Regions from separate parts of the Mus musculus genome. Here all the other regions are linked to region 1. Evidence: chromatin contacts called from public Hi-C, HiChIP or PLAC-seq and promoter capture Hi-C data. All regions are on one chromosome and are shown on one strand. Each heading gives the region's core, a stretch centred on a gene start, on an enhancer-like site or on the middle of the called end of the contact. The rest is flanking DNA. Distances are from core to core; before and after follow the strand shown. Region 1 holds the start of Slc24a3 (solute carrier family 24 (sodium/potassium/calcium exchanger), member 3). Region 2 has its middle 110 kb from the start of Gm39952. Region 3 overlaps Slc24a3 (solute carrier family 24 (sodium/potassium/calcium exchanger), member 3). Region 4 has its middle 150 kb from the start of Slc24a3.

The links. Promoter capture Hi-C pulls out the DNA fragments that hold promoters and counts their contacts. A called contact is a pair of places that touch in the nucleus more often than the background predicts. HiChIP or PLAC-seq counts read pairs in DNA pulled down with a chosen protein or histone mark.
Region 2: a Hi-C map of uterus shows a contact between it and region 1, with 5 times the contacts expected there. The contact joins the enhancer-like site here to the promoter of Slc24a3 in region 1. A contact is called at or near these places in 4 of 484 Hi-C or Micro-C datasets (cortical neurons and uterus) and 1 of 115 datasets of contacts at active chromatin or transcription factors (forebrain).
Region 3: an H3K4me3 HiChIP or PLAC-seq map of neural tube shows a contact between it and region 1, with 3 times the contacts expected there. The contact joins the enhancer-like site here to the promoter of Slc24a3 in region 1. A contact is called at or near these places in 8 of 39 promoter capture datasets (3T3-L1-derived adipocytes, the HPC-7 cell line, embryonic stem cells and 5 more), 3 of 484 Hi-C or Micro-C datasets (cerebellar granule neurons, cerebellum and myocytes), 7 of 115 datasets of contacts at active chromatin or transcription factors (craniofacial prominence, embryonic forebrain, embryonic midbrain and 4 more) and 3 of 9 other capture datasets (embryonic stem cells, liver and pancreatic islet).
Region 4: a contact with region 1 is called in a promoter capture Hi-C map of hippocampal neurons, with 3 times the contacts expected there. The contact joins the enhancer-like site here to the promoter of Slc24a3 in region 1. A contact is called at or near these places in 1 of 39 promoter capture datasets (hippocampal neurons), 2 of 15 datasets of contacts at CTCF or cohesin (large pre-B cells and pro-B cells), 2 of 484 Hi-C or Micro-C datasets (embryonic stem cells and large pre-B cells) and 1 of 9 other capture datasets (pancreatic islet).

What each region holds. Positions count from the first base shown.
Region 1 is chr2:145,162,645-145,169,284 of GRCm38.p6, forward strand. It overlaps Slc24a3 (solute carrier family 24 (sodium/potassium/calcium exchanger), member 3), which reads left to right and starts at 5,131. Exons shown (of 17, transcript NM_001356497.1): 1 at 5,131-5,553. The coding sequence starts at 5,415.
Region 2 is chr2:144,936,487-144,942,806 of GRCm38.p6, forward strand. No RefSeq gene overlaps it. Among named protein-coding and RNA genes, the nearest start is that of Gm39952, 110 kb to the left of the region's middle. Within about 2 kb of position 4,810, at least 6 of the 459 cell types and tissues checked have an H3K27ac peak or open chromatin away from gene starts, as enhancers often do. A contact at or near this core is called in uterus, where this site is marked.
Region 3 is chr2:145,400,385-145,407,146 of GRCm38.p6, forward strand. All of the region lies in intron 2 of Slc24a3 (solute carrier family 24 (sodium/potassium/calcium exchanger), member 3), which reads left to right. Among named protein-coding and RNA genes, the nearest start is that of Gm52528, 42 kb to the left of the region's middle. Within about 2 kb of position 4,842, at least 8 of the 459 cell types and tissues checked have an H3K27ac peak or open chromatin away from gene starts, as enhancers often do. A contact at or near this core is called in neural tube, where this site is marked.
Region 4 is chr2:145,012,069-145,018,845 of GRCm38.p6, forward strand. No RefSeq gene overlaps it. Among named protein-coding and RNA genes, the nearest start is that of Slc24a3, 150 kb to the right of the region's middle. Within about 2 kb of position 4,298, at least 12 of the 459 cell types and tissues checked have an H3K27ac peak or open chromatin away from gene starts, as enhancers often do. A contact at or near this core is called in hippocampal neurons, where this site is marked.

The DNA.
Region 1 (6,640 bases), core at 3,881-6,380:
CAAGGGACTCCTAAATCCAATATTTGGATGATAGAGTATGTGCTGGGCCCTCCCAGCCTTCTCTGCACACACACTTAGCATCATCATGTCTGCTGAGTTTACACAGACAAAAAGAAGAGAACTCGGTGTTTTCCTTCTAAATGGTCTTGACAGAGCAATCAAAGTGCTCAAATTGTGAGTGCTTGATTTTTGCTTTGTGAAGACTGAACATTTTAATCTCTTACTCCCGTGACTCTGGATTATTTTATGCAACTTGTTTTTAATCACATTTAGGTGAAACGAGAGACACAGCATCTTCATAGCATGTGCTGGCCTGTGGCACTTAGTTCTCCCAAACACTCAAAACAAGTCAATTGAACATACTGACAAGTTGGAGCTAGGTAATAGAGCTAGCCTTGTCAGATCTTCCTCCAGGCTCCACCCAAAACTCCCACCTAACTGGTCCTTTCTTACAACATGGTCTCAGCCTTAATACTGAAGAATCCCACGAAGCTGGAGACTATATACGGCTGACTAGACCTGGACCCAACTGTGCAGAGTGCAGCTGGTTCAGGACATCTCTGACTTTCCCCATGGACTCGTAACACCAGCTAACAATGGATTACATGAAAGCTGTGTGATTATGAGGGACCGAGTATGCATTTTTCCTGGAGGCATCTGTTCTAGCTCCCTCCCCTCCCCCCTCTTAAAATAAAAGGGGTAGAAAAAAAATACAGGGGAAATGGCTGTACTGACTTTTCCCCTGAAAAGCAACTTCTAAATTGTGCGTTCTTCTTGAGAGTTCTTCTATGCTCATCTTTAAAAGCATGATATACCCATCTCCCTCAGTCCATCGGTTTGATGTGGGTAACTGAAGTCACCCTGGTGCCAATCCTCATGTGGTACAACAGGTTTGAGAAGCCGCCTATGACTGCTTTCAATTTCAGCTGAAGTTCCTTACAGAACTAGCTAGCCCTGGAGGTCATTTGTCTCTAGTCCAGAGGCAGTGGTTTAATTATTCTTGGCTCACACTAGACTTGGAAGGGAACTGAAGCATCAGGTGGGGGGGGGGAACCCTCCATACCCACACAACATGAGAAAGAACAAATAAATGTATAATGGTGTGGACAGATCTCATGGAGACAAAACTGAGCGACTGAAGTTCAAGGACAGGTGACAGTGACCTAAAGTGACAGGAATATGCAGGGAGGTTGTTATATGGAAGGATTATTGCTTTCAAAAGAGATGGTGGGGAAAAATGTTCCAGGTCCTATTTTGGTACTTATTTGGCAGAGTGGATGTAATATGTGACGTCATGGAGTAAAGACCTCTGCACATTCTGCTCTGTGTGTGTGTGTGTGTACGTACATATATGACACCTCGTGAAAGTCTTTTTTTTTTTTTTTTTTTTTTTACAAAGAAAGCTGTGGATTGAGCCATGAGCCATGGGAAGAAAACTATCGTCATGCATGTGATGAGTCAAAATTCAGCAAACAAATGCATACGATTTGAGGAAAGAATGAAAAAGTAATTAACATTTAAAGATAATAGCAAAGCAAGAGGTATCTTTTAACTCCAGCAGTAAGCTAAACACCTAACACAGGAAGAGCCCATGCTGTGGACACTCACTCTCGATATCTGCACTCGAGGTAGTGTGGACATGTCACAGAGGAGTTTTTGTACTTAGAAATGCTGCTTCACGAGCAGCAGACAGTGGGCAAGTGTGGCATCTTCCTTAGTAAAGGTGGGGTCTTACCCAAATCCATGTGACAAGCAATAATGAAGAAGACCACATACAACCTACGGGTGAAGGGCAGTTGATCACTTATACCCAAGAGCCAGAGAAGATTCTACATCCAAGATCTGTCCCAGGAAGACTTCCTTTCCCTCCTTTCTCCTTCTAGCCACAATGGTTCATTGTGCTAAAATGTTCCCCACGGACAGCTAGCTATCTTCACTTGCTTGAAAGATTGTTCTGTGTTACCGAGTGGCATGGCAGGGAATCACTTCATCGGGTAGGAGGCTACTTTTATTCCCTCCTCCTCTGCCCCTTTCTTCAAAACCCTGGCTTGTCTGTTTGACACAACTGGCAACTGTTTGGTGTTATGGAGACACAACCTTGCTTTGTTGTGGAGACTGCCCTGTCAGGTCTGGGCACTGTGGGTGAGGGGAGATCAGAGAGTTGGAAAGACTGCAGGGATGCCCAAAGATATGCCTTGTCTTGACACAGGGGAGGTCCCACCCACCGGCTGATGAAAGATAACAAGTCAGTGTTATCACAGGAGGGAGGGGCTGTTGTTTGTCACTGTTGTTCATCGTGCTTCATTTGAGATAGTTTCACTATGTAACTAGGGTGACCTGGAACTATGTTTATAGCCCAGACAGACTTCAGATTTGCCACCCTTTTGTCTCAATCTCTCAGGAGCTGGGATCACAGACATGTATCCATACACTCAGTTTCCTGGGAAGGCTTTTGATTTTTGTTGTTGTTGGTAGTGCAATGGCAGGGCTGTGAAAGCAATAGAGTTGTTTCTATTTCCTACATGAACTCTGCACACAACTACCAAGTGAAGTGCTTATGGAAGTAAAAGCTCGGGCGGGGAGGGCAAGCCCTGCCTCCAGCCAACATGGAGACTCTATAAACACACCTGCTTCATTCTTGGAAGGGGAAAGAGCCCAGTGCCCCCAAGGGTCAAGCTCTGTTCTCCAAGCAAGCTCCTTCTAGGATAGAACTGTTGGTGTGGGATTTTCATCTTGAGCACACACTAGCTGTGAGACCAAGTGTGAAACTGACTAGGGAATAAAAGGCAGCAGCCATGTTGGAATTCGTGAACTTCCTGATACTGAAAGATCATAACCACGTTCTTCATTCTGGGTCCTGCTTCTTTCAAACATCTGTCTCCCAAACACAGAGTCAGACAGATAACATAAAAAAATAAATGGATAAATAAATAAATAAATAACAAACATCAAGGCTGTCTCCCCTCCTCTTTGGTTTTGATAGGGCACCAAGAGATTGCTCTATTCTATACTTACCTGATGGTAGGGATGGAGAAAGAGATAAAGGACCGCCCTGATCCCTGCAGAGATGCCTTCACCATAGGAATTAGTGAGCCTGTCTGAGCTAAGGTACTACTGTCAGGAGGGCATCAGAGATCCCCACCTTCTGCTCCCAGTGATGTCTGGCAGCTTCCAGAAGCTATCGATCTTGCTGGTGCTTTATCTCATTATCCCCTCTTACTCGGAGATTTCTCAAAACAAATATCAACTAGCAGAGTCCTTTCTTTGGGGCATGGGAGTCTACCCTGTCTTCCCGAGAATCATCAGTTTCTAGTCTTCCCTATTGTCCTCCCGTTTCCTTACACACATGCTCACCAACCCCCAGATCACACATTTCCTTCTGTCTATGATAGTTTCTACCCCACGATGAGTTAGTGTTCATTCCCCGACTCAGCATTTTCCAGATCCCCATCTCCCACCCACCTCCCTGCCTTCCACTAGAGACACTATATGAGTGTCTTTCCTAACAAGTCGAGATTACTCTGAATTCCTCAAGGGTCACCACTATCAAGAAGGCTTGATAGTGGTGACAGAATTGGAGAATTCTCCATGATGCTCCAATCTGGATGAACTTGAAGAGTTTGCGTTCCTCCTTTGTTACCTGGTGACCTAAGCAAAGACTCACCTAGCCATTGCAGGGAAGGTGCTCTGGATATGGGGCAGCCAACATAGGAGTGGGAGGGAATAAACACATGGAAAGCAAATTCTGCTCTTCAGCAGAAAACAAACCACCTGTGATCACTTTCCATGTCTCCAGATGTTGTCAGGGGACATCTGACACTATATGGGATGGAAGGTCACTCACAGTTGATCCTGTGGGTCCCTTGTGACCTGGGCAGGGAGAAGTCTCTATGGAGTTTCCCCACTTCCTCCCAACTCCCGAGGGCTAGATTGCTCAGGCCCAAGAGCCATCCAAACATATATCTGATTTCTAGGACCATCCTTTTGGAATAAGACTTAAGTTTAACCACCACTTGGAAACACATCTCTTCTTCCCTTCCTCTGGGGTCGTGTGTCTTCCATCCTGCAGGCAGGTACCTGGGATGAGGCTAGGGAAGTCCAAGCCCCTGGGAGTGAACCCCTGGGATCACTAGGTGCCCTTTTCAATGGTACTGCAGATAGGGGTGGGGATGTCAGCCTCTACATCTTTAATAGGCAGGGGCAGAAGAACTCGAATTAGGGAGTTGGGGCCTAGGGCTCTAATCTTGGGGGAGGGGTGGACTGATTGTCCTTGTAGAAGGCCAAGAGTCTCCCTCCTAGGGAACTTACTAGGGCCCCCTCAGGTTCAGCCACACACTGGACTTGCTTCAGCTCCTCAGAGAGCGAAATGTGAACCCTAGCCAGAGGGGGAAGCCAGGACAACCCTAATAAGCCAAACCCCCCCAGGAGGCCAGTTTCAGGACTTGAGCCTGGCTCACCGGGATCCCCACCAGGGGGCAGAGGGGAACCCCTGAGGCCAGCGGCAGGAGGCAGGACCAGTGGCTAGGAATTGGCCACCTAGCACACTCTAGACGCTCTAGCTTAAGGCAACGGATGGAAGAGGGCCAAGGAAATCCTTCTTTTCTCTGAAAGTTTCAGGCCAGTCCTCCTTGGTGGAGATCTGTCTATCCACATCCCGCCTAGCGGGCCTCCCCCACCGCACCGCCTCTTTCTCTGGGCACCAAAGGGTTGAAGGGCTGTGCACCGGGCTCCCTCCACAGCCCAGTCTCCTCCCTGCGCCCCCTCCCCGCGGTGCTGGCCAGCGACTCATAGCATCCCGGGCGCTGTCCCCCTCCCGTGCGCAGCCCCCCTGCCGCCGACCCACCGTGGGGTACGGGAAGCTGCGCTCACTCTAGCTGTTGGCGCGCTCCGGCCGCCGCTCGGCTCCGAGTCCCCCACCCACCCACCCCCGCGTGGACACTGGAGTGCGACCCCGAGCTGCACTCCCGCAGCCTGAGGTCAGGGCCTGCTTCGGGTGGCCAGCGGCCGGCCCTCCTCTCGCCGGTCCTTCCCCGCTCCTCCTCCACCGCCCCCGCCGCCCCCGCCTCCCGGCCGCCCCCGCCGCCGCCGCCCCAGGCCGAACGCGGGCGCGGAGCGTGGGAGCCATGGCGCGCGAGCAGGAGAGGGACCCCGAGCGCAGGGAGGCGGCGGTGCGGGCGAGCGGCGAGGAGGAGGAGGCGGCGGGGGAGGAGGGACTGAGCGATAGCGACGAGGGCGACGGCGTGGAGACCGGCAGCGGCCGGGAGGAGGGAAAGCAGGAGGCGGCGGCCGGGTGGGAACGCAGCGAGGACGCGCGGCTGCTGCGCGCAGGGCTGCCTCCTGCCGCCGTCCCCGCCGCGGCCGCCCGCGACCCGAGCGGACGCCGCCCGCCAGGGACGCCGCCCGGCTGTCCGAGGATGCCGCCGCCGGGCGACCAGGACTGCGCGCGCCGCCGCAGCCGCCGCCGGCGGAGGGACCTTCTGCTGAGCCAGCTTTGCTTCCTGGCCTCGGTGGCGCTGCTGCTCTGGTCGCTGTCGAGCCTGCGAGAGCAGAAGGGTGAGTGCTCGCCGCCTGCCCCGAGTGGGCGCTGCGGCTCCAGCAGTTCGGGCTCTCGGGGCTCGGTGCCCGGCGAGCTGCGCTGGGTCCAGCCACACCGAACAGGCACGGGGACACTCCGGTCTCTTGCGGGGCTAGGGAGGAAGGGGTCTGGGCTCTAGGACTGCAGCGGTGGAGGAGTGACCCCTTGGGCACCAAGAAGACCTTTTCCTCTTGCCTTCTGCCCCTTTCCCACAGCCTGGCTGGTAGTGGCGGCGGTGACAGGGAGGGACCCTTTCACTACCAAGGCTAGTAATAAAGTTGTTCTGACAGCAATCAGTACCTGTGCAGGTAACCAACCACCTGTACTCCTGGCTTACTGAGGGAATGCAGGGTAGGCTGACCAGCTCACAGCCGGTTCTCCACGTGTTCTCCACACAGAACAGGTGGGGTGGGCAGTGGAGAATGCTCCTTGCCATCTTTGCGATCCAAGAACAGGTGCTGGGAACTTACTTCCGTTAGGAGAAAGTGATAGCTACCAGTCAGGGTTTAGGAATGGGCATGCTCCCTTAAAGGGTTGCTCAGCAGGAACACATGGATTCATTTCTCAAGGCTGGCTTGCTTCCTTTCACCGACTTGATGCTGGGGGCGGACCACTCTATGCTGCCCACTTTTTCCTTGGTGCTTTGGCTGGTGGTGCATACACACGTGTACACACTTGTACACACACACACACACACACACACACACACGATAGTTTGGTTTTATCTTTGCCCTTGGCTTTTTTTGGAGCTAAAATAGACATTGGGGAGAAATGTGCTCAAAACAGTTGTCCATTGGAAACAATTTGGACTCTGGGGTGCAGCTGTGTAAGAAAAAGAAACAAAACAACCTCACAGAAAGGAAAGACTTGAAAGAATAACGGTCGTAAAATGATTTCTTATCCTGGCTTTTCGAATATCAGGGTTTGTGGGGAAGCAGACAAATAAATGATTGTGGGGTAAAACAGTTACAGCTATGTGCTGTACTGTTAAGATAGGCACAGTTCTAATACGTGGTGCTTTGAAGCACACAATAAAAGCATTTTGATAGCGATGGTGACATTTTA
Region 2 (6,320 bases), core at 3,560-6,059, 230 kb before region 1:
CCACTGTCCTCTTTCTAGTTCTGCTGCTGCACAGTGCATGTACTGCTCCACTTTTCTATATTTCCTACATCTCCATTACATATTTGTTCATCAAAGTGGTGTCTGGCTAGCTCCCCCACTTTTGAGACAAGGTTTCTCCATGTAGCCCTGACTATCTTAGAACTGGCTCTACAGACTGGCCTCAGACTCACAGAGATCCACCTGCCTCTGCCTCCCAAGTGCTGGAATTAAAGATGTGTGCTGCCACTGTCCAGCTCAAGTTCCCTTTATAAAACAGCAACATCATCAAGGTTTGGTAATTTAACTTGTTTCAAAGCCTATGAAAGGCTTTAGTGAGGAACTAACTGTTTTACATAGATCCTGGATTGCCATGTGGCAAATGGGCTGTAATAAGCAAGAGTGGGAAGAGGGAAATGTGTTGAGGGAATGTTTAGAGCAATCTGAAGCATCACACAATTCAGAATGGGAGTGACTGTATTTGAGAGACATCATGGACATAGAACAGCTTGGGATGTCTGAGAGATTGTGGTAGACTCTATAACATCAATAGACCACAAACTGTATCATCTTTAAGAGAAGCACACTGGGGCCTTTATTAGATATCTGCTAATATCTCACCAACACTATCCTATCTACCAGTTTCTACCTTCCTTACAAAATCACGCACGTAGGAAGTAATCAGAATCTGTAAGGCAGGAAGGTGGCTTCTTACCTAAATTGGCAGTGGTGGAGACACCACTCAGAAAGTACTCTTTACAGCTATCATTTTCTGACCCCAGATCTGTGAGTTTAGATTGATACTGGTCCTTCAAACATTAAGAAGAGAGAATGCTTCATTGACCATTGATTTTACATTGAAGTGAATGCAGTTCATATGCTGTGCCCTAATAACACCTCACCCTGCTCATACTAGGTGGCTGGATCACTTGCAGGGTCTGAAGACCCAGTCAGCCTCACTGGGTTTAGTGTGTAGATTTAGTCACAAGTCTCAAGATAACATTCTATGGACTGCAACCTGCAGGTTGCTCAGCCCATGGTATAGATTCTTTGACATACAATAGAATAGGAACATTCATAGTGGGGCATTATTCTGGACCATATATTTTATTATTAATTAAAGTTGTTCATTGAAAATTTTTACACAAATATGTGTGTATTGCATTATGAGTACTTTAACACCTCATTATCTCTCCATGTTTCCCTCATCTGTCAGTTACCTTTCTGTTTCCATTTTTTTTTTTTGCCATTTTTGTTTTGTTTCTTGACCCACTGAATTTAATTGGGAGCATCTCTGGCCATGGCTTTGGAACTACTCACTGGAGCATGGTAGATTCACCATTGGGTATGTAACTGAAGACACTGATGCCCTTTGTCTTGCAGAATGTATCTGAAGCTACTAGTTTAACAGTAAGGGATAGATCTCCATAAGTTGTCCCCACCCCATCTATGACTAATTGCTGGCAATCAAGTCTTCTATGAGCTTAGCTGCTGTGAGTTCATGATTTCAGTGGCTGTGCCATGCTGAGAAGATTGCATTCTACAGCTCTTCTCCCTGTATTTTGTTTCTCATATTCAGTTTTCTCTTTTAAAATGTTCCCTGAACCTTAGAGGAGGATGAGGTACAAATGTCATATTATGGCATGTCTTAGTACCTTGAGAGGCCATGAGTCTCTCCATTCACTGCCATTTACTGCAAAGAGAAGCTTTTTCTGATTAAGGTTGAGAGTAGCATTTGTGTATGGGCATGAACATATGCTTATAAAGCAGTTTTATGCTATATTATTTTTGTTAATCAATATTAGAAAGTCCCCACCCCACTCTCCAGGGTTTACTCTATCTTTCTCAGTAGTGTGTTTTTGACTGGGTTTACAATACTGGACACACATTTTCTCTTGTTCAGCAACCCTCAAATCCAACTAGAGAGCAGTTGGTTACCTTCATAATAGTCAAGTCACTATTGCACAAATGGGTGTGCCTTAGGTTAGTATTTAGCTCATAGGGTTTACACCTAGACGAGATCATTGATACCTTTTCTCCCACAGCAGCCTGCACAGCACCTTTAGCACTACAGATGATGGCTAGTATTAAGGAAGTTTCCAGATAAGTTCCAGCTTGATTTCTCTATATCTTGCAATCAAGGTGTATGGTGTCATCTTAGGGTTTTATTGTTGTGAAGAGATACCATGACTAAGGCAACTCTTTTAGAGGCAAAGATTTAACTAGGGCTGGCTTACAGTTTCAAAGGTTGGTTTAGTCAATTATCATCATGGCAGGAAGGATGGCAGTTCGGGTAGACAAGGTGCTGGAGGAGTCAAGAGTTCTACATTTTGATCTGAAGGCAGCCAGAAGGAGATTGACTATCATGCTGGGTGGAGCTTGAGCATATATATGACCTCAAAGCCTGTCACGAGTGACAAACTTCCTCCAACAAGCTGCAACCACTCCAACAAGACTGCACCTCCTAATAGTGCCACTCCCTATGACCAAGCATTTAAACACATGAGACTATGGGAGCCATACCTATTCAAACCACCACAGGTGTCTTCAGCAATGGCTTCTTATGTCATCTTGGTAAACATTCAAGAGGAAAGAGCCTATATTGTTTTGAAGGCTTCTGGGGTCTCCCTTGAGGTATCCATCTTATCTAGCCCTGGGATTTTTGTGTAGTTACTTGTAGCTTCTGGGAACTACATTTTTCATCCATACAGGGTCTCTTATTTCTGTAATTTTGTTTTTTAATATATCCTTTATTCTGATTAATTCTCCCTATTCCTATGTCTCCTCTCTCCAACTTCCCTCTCTGCTTAAACATTTTGGATCCAAGTATTTCCTCCTTTTCATTTTTACCTATCCTCTACTATCTCCTTTACCTTAAAGACCAATGGCTTCTATCCATTTTCTTGGTTACTAAAAACTATTCTAGTTAAAGCATGAAAAACTAAAAATTTGATAGGATCTGTATGTAAGAAGAATATGTAGTATTTGCCTTCCAGAACCTGACTTACTTCACTCAGTATATTCTTGTAGTTCTATTCACTTATCCAAAAATTTATATAACTTGGTTTTTCTTTATAGCTGAATAAAATTTCATTGTGTATGTATACTACATTTTAATATCTATTCATCAGGTGATGGACATATGCTGATTCAATTTCCTAGCTACCGGCGAGAGAGCAGTAATGAACATGGATGTGTACGTTTCTTTGACATAGGTTGCAGCATCCTTTGGACATATATCCAGGATAGAGTTAAGTCACATGGTATTTGACCTGTTCTATATCTAGGTTTTCAAACACTTTTCTTACATCTATTTATCTGCCTGTGTGTACATGTATAAGTGGAGGTTGGAGGAAAACTTGTGAGAATTTTTTCTTTACTCTTACCACATGGGTCTCTGGGTTTAAACTCAGGTTGCCAGGCTTGGCAGCAGGGCCCTTGTGTGCTGGGCCATCTCACTATTTCCATTTCTAGTTTTTTGAGAAACCACCAGACTAATTTCTAAAGTGGCCACACTAGCTTTCACTCAATCCAATAGTGTAGAAGGAAGCCCCCCTCCTTATAATGACACCAAAATTTATTGTCATTTGTATTCTAATGATAATCATTTTGATTAGGTTGAAGGAATGTTAGTTTGTTTTTTTGTTTGGTTTTTTGAGACAGGGTTTCTCTGTATAGCCCTGGCTGTCCTGGAACTCACTCTGTAGACCAGGCTGGCCTCGAACTCAGAAATCCACTTGCCTCTGCCTCCCGAGTGCTGGGATTAAAGGTGTGCTCCACCACACCCGGTTTGTCTGAAGTATTAACTAGCCATTTATATGTCTTCTTTTAACAAGTCTCTGTCAAGATCACAGCCCACTTTAAAATTGGGGTCATATATACCTTTTAATGTCAAGGCAATTTCAATGCTACAAAACACTGTGAGCAAGCAGGAGAGAAGGCTTTGTGGAATGTGAAACTAGAACGAACAGAACACGGATGAGGTGTATACTTCCTTTGATGGCTCACGATCATCATTACAAATATCAATGACCACTTCACCCTCTAAAGCAGTGAACCAAACTGTTGTAGAAGTTTTCTCCAGTATCCTTTTTTTTATTTTTCTCTTTTGAAAAATAAGGCATTGGAAATGTAATTGAGGAAAATATGTAATAAAAAAAAGAAAATAAGGGTATTTTCTGTAGGGTATTTTGCATAATTAATAGCTAATCATGACAGCCAGGGGAGAAGCCCAAACAGGAAGGAATCATACTCAATGGTATTGTTGCTTGTTACAAAATGGGCATTCCCAAGAAGATGGTTCTAATGTGAGAGAGGTTGTCTTGTTATCTAGTTACATACCCACCCAATGCTACTGGATGTTGAAGTCTCTAGAAGGTAGTCTCTTGTTTTACTACCCATCTGAACAGTGTGACACATATGTACTACATACACATTGGCATATTACTTATCAATATAAATATGTGTCATATGAACCATTTGTCCTGGCTCATAGCAAGTATCTTTTGTAGCTGGGAATAAAGAAAACATTATCAGCAAGATAATATGAGATGCTTGTGGGCTAAGAAGGAAAAGCCAAGAGGAGAGAACTGACTTGGGCAGACTAGGAATACCCAGCACGTGAAACAATATCAGTGGAACCTGTGCCATCGATCCCTATTGCTGAGGCCTTTACTCTGATTCCTTTCCAATAATAATTAATGAGTGGAAGTTAACTGGATTCTGAGTCAAAATGCACAGCTGTAACACACTTCATGCTCTACAACTGGTTTGTGCACTCAGAAGATCTCGACTCTAGGGGAAGTTACGTCATGGAATGTTATTCAGGTCCTTGTAACCTGCTGTGATGTGTAATAGCTGAGTTGCTCCGGAATTTATGACAGGGAGCATCTGTTGCAGACATTTACACTGAAAGATAAAGAATGTCTTCCTTTTAGTCCTGGCAATCAAAGGGCTGTTTTGACTGTTCCGTGATGTTGTCTGTATCTTTAGCAGTCTTTGAGCCTGAACGGAAAATTTACACAAATGTAGATACGTTTCTCTTGACAGGCTGGATACCAAAATGTAGGTGGGAGGTTCAAGGCTGCCCTTTGAAGTACAGAAGAAAAATGAAAAAAAAAAAAGAAGTTCATGTTTTGTCTGTTTTTATCCTTCCTTTATAAATTCATGCAATGACTTTGCATCTATTCATACACAGATGCATGCCATTTTCTTCCCCTTCTAAAGAAGACAGTTTAAGATTGTCATTTCCCATGTCACATAACACTTACATGGTTCTGGTCCCTCCCTCTATTTCTGTGCTAAATGGCTCCTTGAGATACCACACACCAGATCTTCACTGAATAGAATTAGTGCACCTAGACCAGTCTAAAAAACCCGAGCCTTCCAGAATGGGGACAAACAGAATACTGTCTTGGGCTCTTGGTTCTGGCTTAAAGAGAAGCCTGTGAGTAAGAGACTTCCTGATGCTGTTAACACATAAACCGTAGAAGCAGGCACCTGCCTGTCCTTAGCCTGGCAGTCTTTGGGTTTTGTGTAAACCATCCAATGAACTCTGCCATTGTAGACAAAGCTTATGGGCACTTATGACTACTTGGTGAGTCAGAGTCTATGCTTAGCTTGGGACAGGGTGCTTAATATCAAAGGGGCCATCCCTCAAGGGCCTTGCAGTTTGGTTAGAGAAGTCCCTTAAACACATCTAAAAGCAAAACACAGTTAAACAAAGACAAAACACACCAAACAACTGTTACCAACCAACCAACCAACCAACCAACCAACCCACCCACCCACCCACCCACCAACCAACCAACCAACCAACCAACCAAAACATGAACCCACCATTTTACCTCTCCTCCATACTTCTTCCTGTAACATAAACAGTTGATTTGTGAGGGATGGGGACTAGGACTTGTGGATTGCTTGAGTTGGAGATTATTAGCACAATATAACACGTGCAGAAGATCCTGTTGTAGGTACAAGAGCGTTTTCACAAATCACAGCACACAGTGAAGGTTTTACAACCAGCTTTTTCAACAGAACATTTCCTTCATGGAGGGGAAAATGCCTGTATTTAACTTCTGCCTCCTAATCTTAGGTTGACAGAAACCAGGAAACTGCTCAATTTCATGTGTTTACTTCTAAGAGCTCCATCTTAGCCAAGTGTCTGGCTGTTCCATCCTGTAAAAGCAGAGTCCCACCACTGTGCCTCAGATTTCTTTTCTCTTTCACTGAGTTGGCTGATGTTCATGTGCAAAATGCAGGCTTTCTACAAATTGCATTCTGATTGACTGACCTGGATTTCTGCTGGGGAGGTGAACGGGAAA
Region 3 (6,762 bases), core at 3,592-6,091, 240 kb after region 1:
TGAGCCCATTGAACAGAACACTTGTTGGCCACCAAGCCCTGTGGTCACTAGATGGGGCTTAGAGGGACACTGGACAAGGCTGGATTAGAAGCCCCTACTGTATCTGGCTCCAGAGTTTGTCCTTCTGGCTTCTGCTTATTTCACTGACACCAGAAGCCCAACTTTACTAATTTTAAAACCAAAGGTATTGCTTTAGAGAGTGTAGATAAGTTAGAGTTTTAGTTGAGAACCCAACTACATCCACCACAATTCTGCAACAGTGGGTCTGATATCAGAGATGTCTCCCTAGGTAGCACATATAGCACTGCTACCCTAGAACAAAGGATGAGCCAGGCCACTCCAAAGATGTAGTTTAGATCTGATGAATTGTGTATCTTATAAATCTTCTATTTAATATTGTCAGACTGTAGTGGCCACAGATGACTGAAACTCTAAGCAGCAAAACATTGGATAAGGGTCAGCTTTTCTAAAGTCATGCATTCAATAGAGCATGAAGCTAATATATGTATGACACTTGAGGATTCTAACATATGTGTTCCTTATTCTAAAGAATGAGCTATATCTTATATATTTAATTTATACATTTAAAACAAAACAATGAAGCTTGAGGATAAGAAAATTGGCTCAACTGAAGGGATCTGCAACCCTATAGGTGGAACAAAAATATGAACTAACCTGTACCCCCAGAGCTCATATCTCTAGCTGCATTTGTAGCAGAAGATGGCCTAGTTGTCCATCACTGGGAAGAGAGGCCCCTTGGTGTTGCAAACTTTATATGCCCCAGTATAGGGGAATGCCGGGGGTCAAGAAGCAGGAGTGGGTGGGTAGGGGAGCAGGGAAGAGGGAAGGTATAGGGAACTTTCGGGATAGCATTTGAAATGTATATAAAGAAAATTTCTAATAAAAAATAAATATTAAAAAAATAAAAGAAAAGAAAATTGGCTCAGGACATACTCCAAGGTTCCAACAGTCCACACTGTCCCTACAGTGACGTGATTGTAACAATAATAGCAGCCTTAGCAGGAGCAATAGCAGCTGTCCTTGGAGGCACCTCTGCAACTGTGTTCACTCACCAGTGTGACTTGATTTTTCCATCCCACAGAACCCATTGTATACAACAACCACACGGTTCCCATTTCCATTCCTGAAGTCACTTGGGTAAATCACTCACCCACATACCAGGGTGGCTGAGCTGGGGAGCCACCATCTGAACCCTGCTGGCTGAACTCCAGAAATAAAATTGTCTCATTATGTCTTCAGATGGCTTTTGTCAACTCGGACCAGTCTCTCTCAGGGGAACCCTTGTCAACTGTGTGACAGTTTCTTTGCAAGTGCAGAGCAAGAGCTCGAGTCAGTGCCCACCTTAGAGTAGGAAGAACTGGGCTAGCTCTAGCCTTTGCTCTCATGGCTACTCGCTGCCCTTCACAATCAGATCAGCCCTTCGTATGGAGGCTTAGTCTGTAGGAACTTCTAATTAAAAGGCAGATTTCCTAATGAACTTTTATTAATTCAGCAATCTGTCTGGATGCTGAATTGTCATTTTTCCTAATAGAGAAAATTGGTTTGGTTTATTTTCCTGAACAGTGGAAGTTATTCAACTTAATTAAACTGTCTGAGGAGATTTTCTACTTGTCTTTCTGCTCATGGGTCTTGAGGGAGCTCCCTTCAAGTGTCAGTGGTGACTGGAGACTGGTAATTCTTCTGAAGCCAATGTGGATCTGGTATCAGCTATTTCTAAGATCCCCACAGTCCAAATCAGGGTAAAAAAAAATCAGGAGGCTCCTCTGGGTGTGGGGGCACATACCTGTAATCCCAGCAAGCCAGCAGAGGCAACAGGATAATTTCCTAGGAACACCTAGGGAGGCCCCGTTTTAAAGCAGGACAATGCCTGTGCCACATGGTTTCAAGTTATCAGGAAAGTCCCCACTGTGCACCTGCGCCTGTTATGCACAGAAGGATAGAAAGTGTTTCAGATTCCCAACACAAGATGACAGCACAGCCAGATTTTAAAATCCTTCAGATTACCTTAAAAGGAAAATTGCTAGTTTCCACACTGTCAAGGGGAATACTAACCATATTTGGTAGTACATTAAAGACTCTTTCCTTGTCAGCAGGTAGGGACTTTTTTCAAGCATGCAAAGATTGAATAATAATAAAATATCGAACAGTGGAAGACAGCATAGAGATGGGACTCTAGAGAAAACACCTAGATATTTCCCTAGAGGAAATGTGCTTTTTAAAAAGTGTTTGGTTTTTTTTTTTTTTTATGTTATGTATAGTACTTATGGACTACTTTAATAGATTATTTTCACATTATGGAAAGATTAAACTGAGCTAATAAAAGTCTATTACACACACACACACACGCACACACACACATTCACTTATTGTGGTCAGAGTATTTAGAATCTATTGACAAACTGTTGCAGTTTTCAAGTTCATGGTATATTAGCCAACCAGACTTACTATTATTGGTCCTGCATTATATAGTAGAGTAGATTTTTTTATTAGATATTTTCTTCACTTACATTTCAAATGCTATCCTGAAAGTTCCCTATACCCTCCTCCCATCCTGCTCCCCTACCCACCCACTCCTGCTTCTTGGCCCTGGTGTTCCCCTGTACTGGGAATGTAAAGTTTGCAATACCAATGGGCCTCTCTTCCTAGTGATGGCCGACTCGGCCATCTTCTGCTACAAATGCAGCTAGAGACACGAGCTCTGGGGGTACTGGTTAGTTCATATTGTTGTTCCACCTATAGGGTTGCAGACCCCTTCAGCCTCCTTGGGTGGTTTCTCTAGCTTCTCCATTGATGAACACCATGCTGCAGAATCGAGCCACAGAACTTAAGCCTTCTGCCTAACTGAACTGTGGGCCCATGCAGCTTCCTCACTGACCACCATTGTGTTCTATGCTTTTGTGAGTTCCGTGTTTGCAAAGTATGTTAGGTTTCAGGGAAGAACATGCCTGGGAAGTCAACTCTCCAAAAACAGGAGAAGCAGCACAAGCGACAAGGAGATAAGTAGACATGGCCTGAAAAAGTCACAGTCAACACAGAACATGGCTACCCTTGGTTTTCATTTTCTTTAATGTCTAAATGTTCTACTGCATAGCATTGCACACAGATAACATGATGATGGTGCTAGACAACCATGAGCATTGATTAATAATCTCTTGAAATATATAAGAAAGTATCAATGATCAAAGACAAGATAAATATGTAAAAATCAGAAGCTTCCAAAAGTTGAAAGTGAATACATTCAATTTTATTTGTATTACATGTATGTACAATAAAATAGTAGAGTTGACTTTAACCATGTACCACCTATGTAAAGAGAAATATGCAACATATATCTAAATATAAAGCACTTAATGAATAGATCTTTTGAGTAGAAGATGAGACTTATTTTAAATCCTATTTCCAATTTAATTAAAACCTTGGACAATGCTTAGACTTATGAAAAGACCTAAAAACATTTGCAGGAAGAACATTTTGCTCTACTGTATGCTGAAATGTCTTTGCATGTTATTTAAATTCTAGCATTAAGTCAGGCAGAAGAGTGGAACAAAATAAATAGTCCAAACCTGGCTCAAGGAACCATTTCTATAGTTAAAGAAACAGGCTGGACCAAGATAGCAGAAAGGATTCTTTAGCAAAGTGTCTGGAAAAACAGAAAAATTGCTTGAAAAAGCTTAGCTCCACCCCCTTACCACAGCACTCACACAGTTCTCTCAGACCCACATAGTCCATGGCCAGCCAGAGGTTCACTGGGTGGAGGAATTGGTATTTATCCAAATGTTGGAAACTTAAAAAAAAAAAATAGGTTTGGCCTTAAGTGAAATTTGTTAAGTACAAGAATATGAGGAACCCCGATGACCTCATTTAGCAGGTGACATTTTGTCCATGCAAAGTAATATAAAATATAGACCCAAGTACAAAATGTAAGGTAACATGGGAGAAAGTCTAAGTGACCTTGGATTTCTAATGATGGTTTATCCGTAACACTGAAAGCATCCTTTATGAAAGGGAAGTGGTAGGTCCAACTTTAGTAAAATTAGCCTGTGGAAAAATAACACTAAGAGGCACTAAATGGCAAGACACAGAGTGGTAGAAGATCTGTGTACAAATCGCATGCCCCATGAAGGGTGAGTGCTGAGGAGGTGTCGAGATGCACAGCAGAGAGAGATGGCTGCCTCTAAGGAAGAGGAAAAGGCACTACCCAGTTAAATACTCAAAGGTTCCCGGCAGCGGCAGTGAATTTCTCCCTCCACTTCCCAATGTTCTGGGATCCTGAATGAAAGACATATAAGGAAGCTATGGTGTTTAGTAGTTTACATGTATTAAAAGCATATTCCTTAGTATATGGTATTTATACCTTGTGAGCTTATTAGGATATGACCCAGTCGTAACTCAGGGGACATGGGCATAAACTCTGTCTTTACTATCTATACTCTCTAGCATAAAATCATTTAGATTTAATGCAAACAGGAGTTAAATTTACTAGCGCAGAGTTGGAGAGGACAGAATGTGGCTGTCACTCTCACAGGAGGCAGCCTGTACAATTGATGAGCACTCGGTAGTAAAACGGAACATATAGGTACCTGGACATAGATTCCCCCACCCCCCTTGGAGACCTTCAAAAATCTCATCCATGCTGCCAGCCGGGAGTCCTTGATCATTCTCATTTATTCCCATCTGTCATCTTGATTATTCCTAAGGATTTCATTTGAGGATGTGATCTGAATCCAGAGACTGCCATCAGTATCTGGAGTGGGGGCAGGGGCATGTGCAAAAACCTTGTATTGCTACTCTGGCCCTGTCCTAGCCTTCCTGAAATTGATAAACAGTACAGCCTCCCTCCCCCCCTGAGACAAATGAAGTGCAAGCTCAGGGCCTCACTGATTTCCCAGGACACCCAATGCCACTTTAGGACTCTATTTTTATTTCAAAAGTGGCCTTCTGACCTAACTCGGGTCTGTAAATCAGCTGGCAAAATGCTTCGATGCTGTTCTCTCAGCGTGACCCTCCGTGCCGTAGTTTTTTGCTTTTATCTAGCAAAGCGAATAGCCTTGAGAATTCACACACATCCCCTTCTTTGGGTGGGTGAGATTTTCTGAACTCTGACCTCGGAGAGAGTTTTTGTAAAGGCCTGTAAAAGCACAAGCCTGAATCCATTGAGGCTTGACTAGTGTAGTTCAAAAAGCTGGAGTGTTCCTATAGCTAAATGCCTCCGTGACCTGTGTTTTTCTTAGCCCCTGTGGGATTAGAGTGGACATGTCAGCACTAGAATCCGAACTGATTTTTCTCCAAAGATTTTCATAGATCAGCTCACTTTTATAACCACACTTGGGTACTAAGCCCCGCAAGAGCTTTTATGCTCTGGAAAAAAAAAATCATACCTGCCCCTCTGTGTCTGATAGATTATCAGCACACTCAAATCTCTGTTGCTTCTCCATATTTTGTCATCCTCACATAATGGCTGCAGCTTTGTTTCCCATGGTTTCAGCTACCTGTGGTCAAACGGAAGGTTCTAGAAAACAGGAAGTAATACATTTTAAACTGCATCTCAGTCTCATGCTGCAATCTGACACCACAACACTCTGTCCCACCGGGGATGTGAAATTACACTTTTGTCCAGGATCACCATCCATGCTGTGTGTGCAAGCCTCCTGTTAACCATCTGGTCACCAGAGTAACTGCTGCAGTATCAGAGCACTTGTATTTAAGTAATCTATATTCTACTTTTAAACGACTCCAAAGCACAAGATTAATTATGATGGCAATTCAAATATGCCACACAGAAGCTATAAGGTATTTCCTTTAAACACAATAATTAGAGAAAGATACCCCAATAATATAACTTTATTATGATGTATTATTACAATTATTCTGTTTTATTGCCAGTTATTCTTATACTTCAGTGTATCTAATTTTTAACTACACTATCATAGTAATGCCTATAGAGGAGAAAACAGTGGAATTCAGCATCTGCATGATTTCAGATAGCCATGAAGGTCTTCTATTCCCCTGACGATAAGTTGTGGCTACTGTGTATCATGAGGAACTGCAAAGCAAGAATATTGAAGACAAGAGTTTGTCCCAAAGCCATGTCTCAGAAGCACAGCCCCATCACTGGCACAATCACTTGTCATCAGTGAATTCCAGTGGGTTGGATAAATGACTAGAGGCCTTGCTGGCCCCACACCAGTTGTCTTTGGGAAGCAAAACACTATCCACGTTCTGGCTGATAACTTGGTTTCTTCTCTAGGAAGGATTAAAAAAAAATAATAAAAGCACTCTTAGCATGTCTTGGGTTTCTAGAGTGGTGTAGAATATGCCAGGTTTCTAACAGACTGACACAGGCCTGGTTCAGTGACTAGTCGCTCCCAAGTAGAAAGTTGAAAGCGGTCAGAGGATCATCACGCCTGTCATCTTAGGCTTGCACTAGAAGTAGCCGCACATGCAGCTTCTTTTCCTTCATTTAGTCATGTGCTGTTATTAGGAACATCCGAGGTTCAACACATCCTCAGGCTGGTCCTTTGCTACCAGCATCTTCCCTTTCATCCATTTTGCACGTGGCTTTACAGCTTGCTTTGTACTTGGCATGCATCTGTACTCCTGGGAGGAGGCAGCTTATCTAAAGGTTCTCTTGGCATCGCCTCCAGGGCTTCCTAGACGTTGCACTCTCTCCTCACAGATCTGGAATGGGAGGAGGTATAAGCTGCTCTTCCTGACACTGCCTTCAACTGGTTTCCCCAAGAG
Region 4 (6,777 bases), core at 3,048-5,547, 150 kb before region 1:
CAGCTGCTTCTGTCCATTGGTAGGGTGCAAATATCTGCATCTGGCTCTTTCAGCTGCATTTTGGGTCTTCCAGAGTGTGGTCATGCTAGGTCCATTTTTGTAAGTGCTCCATAGCCTCAGTAATAGTGTCAGGCTGTGGAACCTCTCCTTGAGCTGGATCCCACTTTGGGCCTGTCACTGGACCTTCTTTTACTTAGGTTCCATCCCTGTAATATTTTCAGACAGGAACAATTATGGGTCAGAGTTGTGACTGTGGGATGGCCCCCCTCTTCCTCATTTGATGTCCTGTCTTCCTGCTGGAGATGGGCTCTATAAGTACCCTCTCCTTACTGACAGGCATTTTATCTAAGGTTTATCTAACTCTTTGAGTCCTGAGAGTCTCTCACCTTCCAGGTCTCTGGTGCATTCTGGAGGGTCCCCCAACCTCCTATCTTCCTAGGTTGCCTGTTTCCATTCTTTCCACTGGCTCTCAGGGCTTCAGCCCCTTTTCCTCACCCAATACCAGATCAGGTTCCCCCCTCCCCTCCATTGCACTCCCCGCCCCCCGTCCACTTTCCCTTCCAGGTACCTCCCTCCCTCCGCACTTGTGATTGCTCTCTTCTCCCTCCTAAGTGGGACTGAGATGTCCTCACTTGGGCCCTTCAGCTTGCTGACCCACTAGATCTTTGGCAAAGAAACCAAAAATATACAATAGAAAAAGAAAGCATCTTCAATAAATGGTGCTGGTCTAACTGGCTGTCTGTATGTAGAAAAATGAAAATAGACCCATATTTGTCACAAAGCTAAAGTCCAAGTGGATCAAGAACCTCAACATAAAACCTGATACACTGAATATAATAGAATAGAAAGTGGGAAACAGTCTTGAACTCGTTGGCCCAGGGGGAAATTTCCCAAACAGAACTCCAGTGGTGCACACTCAAAGATCAAGAATTGATAAATGGGACCTCATGAAACTGGAAAGCTTCTGTAAGGCAAAGGACATAGTCAATAAGACAAATCAGCAACCAACAGATTGGGAAAAAAATCTTCACTAACCCCACATCTGGCAGAGGGCTAATATCCAAAATATATAAAGAACTCAAGAAGTTAGTGACAATCAAAACAAAACAAAACAAAACAAAAAACAACCAAATAAAAAAAATGGGGTATAGAACTAAACCGAGATTTCACAACTGAGGAATCTCGAATGGCTGAGAAGCACCTAAAGAAATGTTCAAAGTTCTTAGTGATCGGAGAAATGCAAATCAAAATAACCCTGAGATTCCACCTTATACCAATCAGAATGGCTAAGATCAAAATCTCAGGTGACAACACATGTTGGAGAGGATGTGGAGAAAGAGGAACACTCCTCCATTGCTGGTGGGATTGCAAAATGGTACAACCACTCTGGAAATCAATCTGGAGGTTCCTCAGAAAATGGATAATAGATCTACCTGGAAACCCAGCAATACAACTCTTGGGAATATACCCAAAAGATGCCCCACCATGCTACAGGGGCATGCGTTCCATTATGTTCATAGTGGCCTTATTTGTGATAGCCAGAAGCTGGAAACAACCTAGATGTCCCATGACAGAAGGATGGGTACAGAAAATGTGGTTCATTTACACAATGGAATACTATTCAGCTATTAAGAATGAGGACATCCTGAGTTTTGTAGGCAAATGGATGGAACTAGAATATATCATCCTGAATAAGGTAACTCAGACCCTAAAGGACATGCATGGTATGTACTCACTAATAAGTGGATATTAGCATCCCCCCCCCAAAAAGTACAGAATACTCAAGCCAATTCTTTTATTTAACTCTTTCAAGATCCACCCCACCTCTCCATCTCTCTGCTTCTTATCCTCTCTCTTTGTTGTTGTTAATAACTCATTGACTCCAATTTGTATTGCTCATATATAGAGGAATGTAATTGATCGTCCAGGATCCCATGCTTCAAAAAACAAAACAAAACAAAAACAAAACAAAACAAAAACCCTGATCATCCCTCCATCAGAAGCCATCAACTGTCAAGAATTCCTCGGTTGGAGTAGCAGCTGCCCAATCCTGTTCCTCTCCACATTGACTGGCTTGATCTTCCATAGGTCATGTGCAGGCAATCATGGCTACTTTCCTGTCATGACCAGAAGACACCATTTTGCTCCAGTACTCCCCACCCTTTGGCTTTACCATCATTCTGCCTCCTCTTCCCTAACAGTCTCTGAGCTCTGGGGGCATGATATATATATATATATGTCCCCACTGATACTTATGCTCTGTGCTTTGGCCAGTTGTGAGGTTGTGTATTATCCACAGTATAAAGAAACTTCTCTGGTGAGGTCTAAAAATGGTGTCAATCTACCAGTAGAGAGATAAATTTAGAGGACAGTTAGACACTATTTTTGTTAAACAAAATAATAGTAATAGGCTTATCCCTGGGTCCTGTGGTCTCTTTGACCATATGTTCTCTGCCAGATTTCTAGTACCAGACATGTGTTTCTTCATGTGTAGCAGGCCTAAAAGCCAATCAGAAAGCCATTGCTTACCCCATAATTGACCTGCCACTATTACATTCATGGGTATGTCTTGCCATTATGGTCAATATTGTAGTTTACAGGGTTCACAGCTGGGTAAGACTCTTGACTTTTTTGTTCTTCTACTACCTTCAGAACACTTTCTAGGACTATGAATGCTAGAAACTAGGGAGGAAGTTTCTTGGTCAGTACTGATTTGATTTTTATAAGACCAGTGTATATAGTGTCTCCAGAAATCAGGTCTTACCAGGAAATCCCGATGGACAACCAAGAGCAATGGCAGTTGTCTTATTGTTTTGGGGACACCAATGTTTTAGAGACATCAGACAGGACACCTCTGACTGATGACTCTAGGTGAGGTTTCCTACACCTGGACCAGGCTTTTTATTTGGCAGACTACAGCTTCTGTGATGAGCAAAACCCTATGTGTATTGTAGCTCCAATTAAAAATATTTAATAAGAACACATACACTCACATACCTTAAAAAGCAGTAGGTTTCCATATGTACTTTCAAACATCCTTAGTGTTAATTACTCCTTCTCCAATCCCCTCTTCTGCCATACCCTTCCACCTGTGACTCTTAAAGATCAACTACTAAAGAAAAATTCATTTCCTCGGTGGCCCTGTCACATCCTAGGTGCTCAAAGGTCCCCAAATAACTTTTGACTCTATTACAATGGCAATCCAGACCATTTGCTAACATCACCTAATTCTTGGGAATAGCACTCCCCGTGTTGCTGTGGGATACCCATTACTCTTTGAATATTTGCTTTTTTCCATCCATGCCCTTGTTCATAGAGACTTTATCATATCTAACTTCTCCACCCACTGGCAGCTTCCATTCTTCAAATCTTAACCACTCCTTTGGAAGAGAAGGTACTACTCAAGTTCTAAATCTCCCTCCTGCCATCCTGTGCCTTACACTACTGTGAGTTTGGCTATAGTCTCAGTTCTATTCTGCTATAGTCTCAGTTCTAGTTTAGAAGCCAAGAGACATGGAAGGAGGGCATGCACCCCCCTGGCTTCTCTTTACAGTAGCTCTCCCTGTTTCAGGGCCTCTCAGTGTGCTCACATTCCGAGTAGGTAGTCAGGCTCATGGTTTCTGTGACTCTGACTGACTCTGAGACATTATGGTCCCAAATTATCACTGTCCCTGTTCAAAGTAGCAGTTGGCTTTGCTTTCTGGTCACTATCCCTAAAAACCTTTCCAACCTCTAAGGCTTGTTATCTGCCCATAGAATTGACATTCAGGTTCTCAGGAAGAAGATCTACTTTAGAAGCATGCCTACTTTTTCTAGAAGGTGTATCTATGGAAACCTACACATGGACTCAGGCATGGAATCCTAGAACATCAATACCATGTTGTAAATGCAAGTCCAACTCAATACAATCTCACGGGCTTTGCCAGAACAAATTTAGGATTACCTCAAAGGTACAGGGCTTTGGCAATGTTAAAAGCTCTGATATTGTCTCCTGGGGCCCGTGCCCAACTCATCTACACCCACATGAGTATCAGAACAATGTGGACTTTAATTTTCTGCAGAGAAACCATGTGTTTTTCTCCCCCAGGAACCAAATTGACTAACATTTACCCAGACTGATTTGCTGCCGGTTTAGCAGCTCCTGTTTGAAGATAAGGATGTTTCTGAAAAAAAGCCCAGAAATAGCTGGAGAAAACAATCTATTTGGTTGCTTGCCTGCAACAACAATAGAAGCAGGTGGAGTGATTCATAGCTGGATGGGCGACTGCTCTCCGTGGGATCCTGCCTGGGCAGTTCTACCCTGAAAGCATTTTTCAGGTCAGGGTATCTGGGGGAAAAAAGGGGCTTGGGAACTAAATGGGAGAAGAGTTGGAAAGGGAGGTGGGAAAATATGGCTGCTGGTGGTGAGGACTGTAGGTACACTGGCCAGTCAGGCAGGTAACAACAGGGTAGGTGATGGTGAACTACAGACACAGACTGGAGTTGGGGAAGAGGGTCTACCTTGATGAAGCACCTCCCAGAGCCAGGGTTCTTACAAGTGAGCCAATCTATAGGATGTTACTGGGGTCTCCCTTTTTATAGATTCTGTACCTACTGTTGTATCTATTATGGATCAAGTGCAACGTGAGACTCTAGACATCTTAAATGAATATACTGCCCTGGTTGGTTTTTGGTTTTGGTGACATGATATAAGCTAAAATTATTTGGAAAGGGGAGTCTCAATTGGGGAAACGCCTGCATCAGATTGCCTGCAGGCAAGTCTGTGGGCCATTTTCTTGATTGGTGATATGGGAGGGTCCAGTTCACTGTGGAGAGTGCTATTCCTGGGTGGGTCTTGGGTTGTATGAGAAAGGAGACTGAGCAAGCTATGAGGTACAAGCCAATAAGCAGCATTCCTTCATGATTTCTGCTCCAGTTCCTGCATTCAGGTTCCTTTCTTGACCTTTTTAATGATGAAAGTGTAAGCCAAATAGGCTTTTTTTTCCTCCCCAATTTGCTTTATGTCCTGGTGTTTCATCACAGCAATAGAAACCTAAGTGAGGCAATACCCTTGAAGCACTAAGGTCATTGGTCCTTTTAATTCTTTCTGGTATGGTTTATGACTATGCAGATAGAGGTCTTGCATCATGCTGGTGTCTTCTCTTGTTTCCTCATTAACCTCTAACAAGTTAGAGTTATTCTTATTTTGCAGAGAAAGAAATTAAAAAAATAAAATTGTTTTTAGGCTATAGCTAGTCAAACAAGGTTCTGGAAAATCATCTTTAAGGCCTGCACAGTCCATGAGTGAGCGCATGAGAGATTGTAAAGTATTTAGTAGCCACAGGTAGACTTTATTTTTTGGCAGAGAAACTATGTGTTTTTCTCCCCCAGGTCAACTCAACTGACCAGCTGCATCCCCATCCTCAGACAACAGAAAGTGCTTTCTATAGCTGAGGCACTCAATACCTGCCAAACTCACTGCAACTGTTGTTGAAAAGACACAGGGGTGTATATATATATATATATATATATATATATATATATATATATATATATAATAGTGTAATACATTGAAATTCAGTGATTTTCTTCAAATCTTTGCTCTTTGTGACTTCTAAAAAAATACAAGAGGAAATAAAAGAGTGAGCTCTTGAATTAGTAGCCACACGTATGCTATCACTGAAGTATGGAGTGGCACAAAGGGAAATTTGTCCTGGCCTGTGTCCCCTGGTGTGTCTGGCTTGACAGTCTCTGTTGGTGTCACAGCTACATGCTGACAGCAGCTGTTTGAACTTACGGGTGCTTTGCTGATAAATTGGGCAGACAAGACAACCTGAGGGTTACATAGCTTCTGAAGCTCTGCTAGATCAGCAAAGACCACAAAATTGGCTCCATGTGCAGAATGCTGCTGTTCACTCTAGAAGCAAGCTTGTGGTGCTTTTCAGCAGCAGCAGTATCCAGTGCTCAGCATCCTGCAGAGGTCCAGGAAAGGAACTCCTCTTGGAGGGAAGCCAGCAGAGAAAGGGCTTCAGATAATTCTGGGTATGTCCTGGGCTCTAACTGGCATCACTGAAAAGGCCCACACTAGTGTCCTGACCTGAGGTGTCAGTGAAATTAGTCTTGGAGGGGTGGTGACCTGGGCACAGAGAAAGTTTTACAGCTTTTTATATGATTATAATACGTGAGCATAGTCAGGATTCTGCTGAGTTATGAACCCTCTCAATATATAGCACGGTTTTAGGCTCGAGGCTTTAGCCAGGCCATTGCTGGAAAGAAAATAGATGCATCTAATCTCAGATACCCTACAGAATGGCAACCTCTGCCAGCTGTTTACCCACTCGGGGACTCACATCCAGAAACTCAATCAACAGATGAGAGATAAACTGAATAGATCAAGGAAAAAGACAGAAATGACCAATAAACACACAAAAGTCTTCAGCATTCTTAGCTATCAGGGAAATGCAAATGGAAATGCAAATGATACAAATGACTGCCACAGAAGAATCAAAACTCATGCTAGCAAAAATGGGACAGAAAGACTGTATACACTGTTGACTGCAGTGTTCATTAGTGCAGCCTCCGTGGCGACCAGTATGGAGGCTCTTCAGACAAACTAAAAATAGAACTACTGTATGACCCAGCTGTACCAGTCCTGGGTATAAACACAGAGATCAAACTCAGCACAAAATAGAGATATTTGCACATCCAGTTTAATGCAACAATATTCTCAACTTCCAAGTTATATAATCAGCCTACTTGCCCATCAGTGAGTAATTGGGTAAAAAAAAAAAAAAAAGA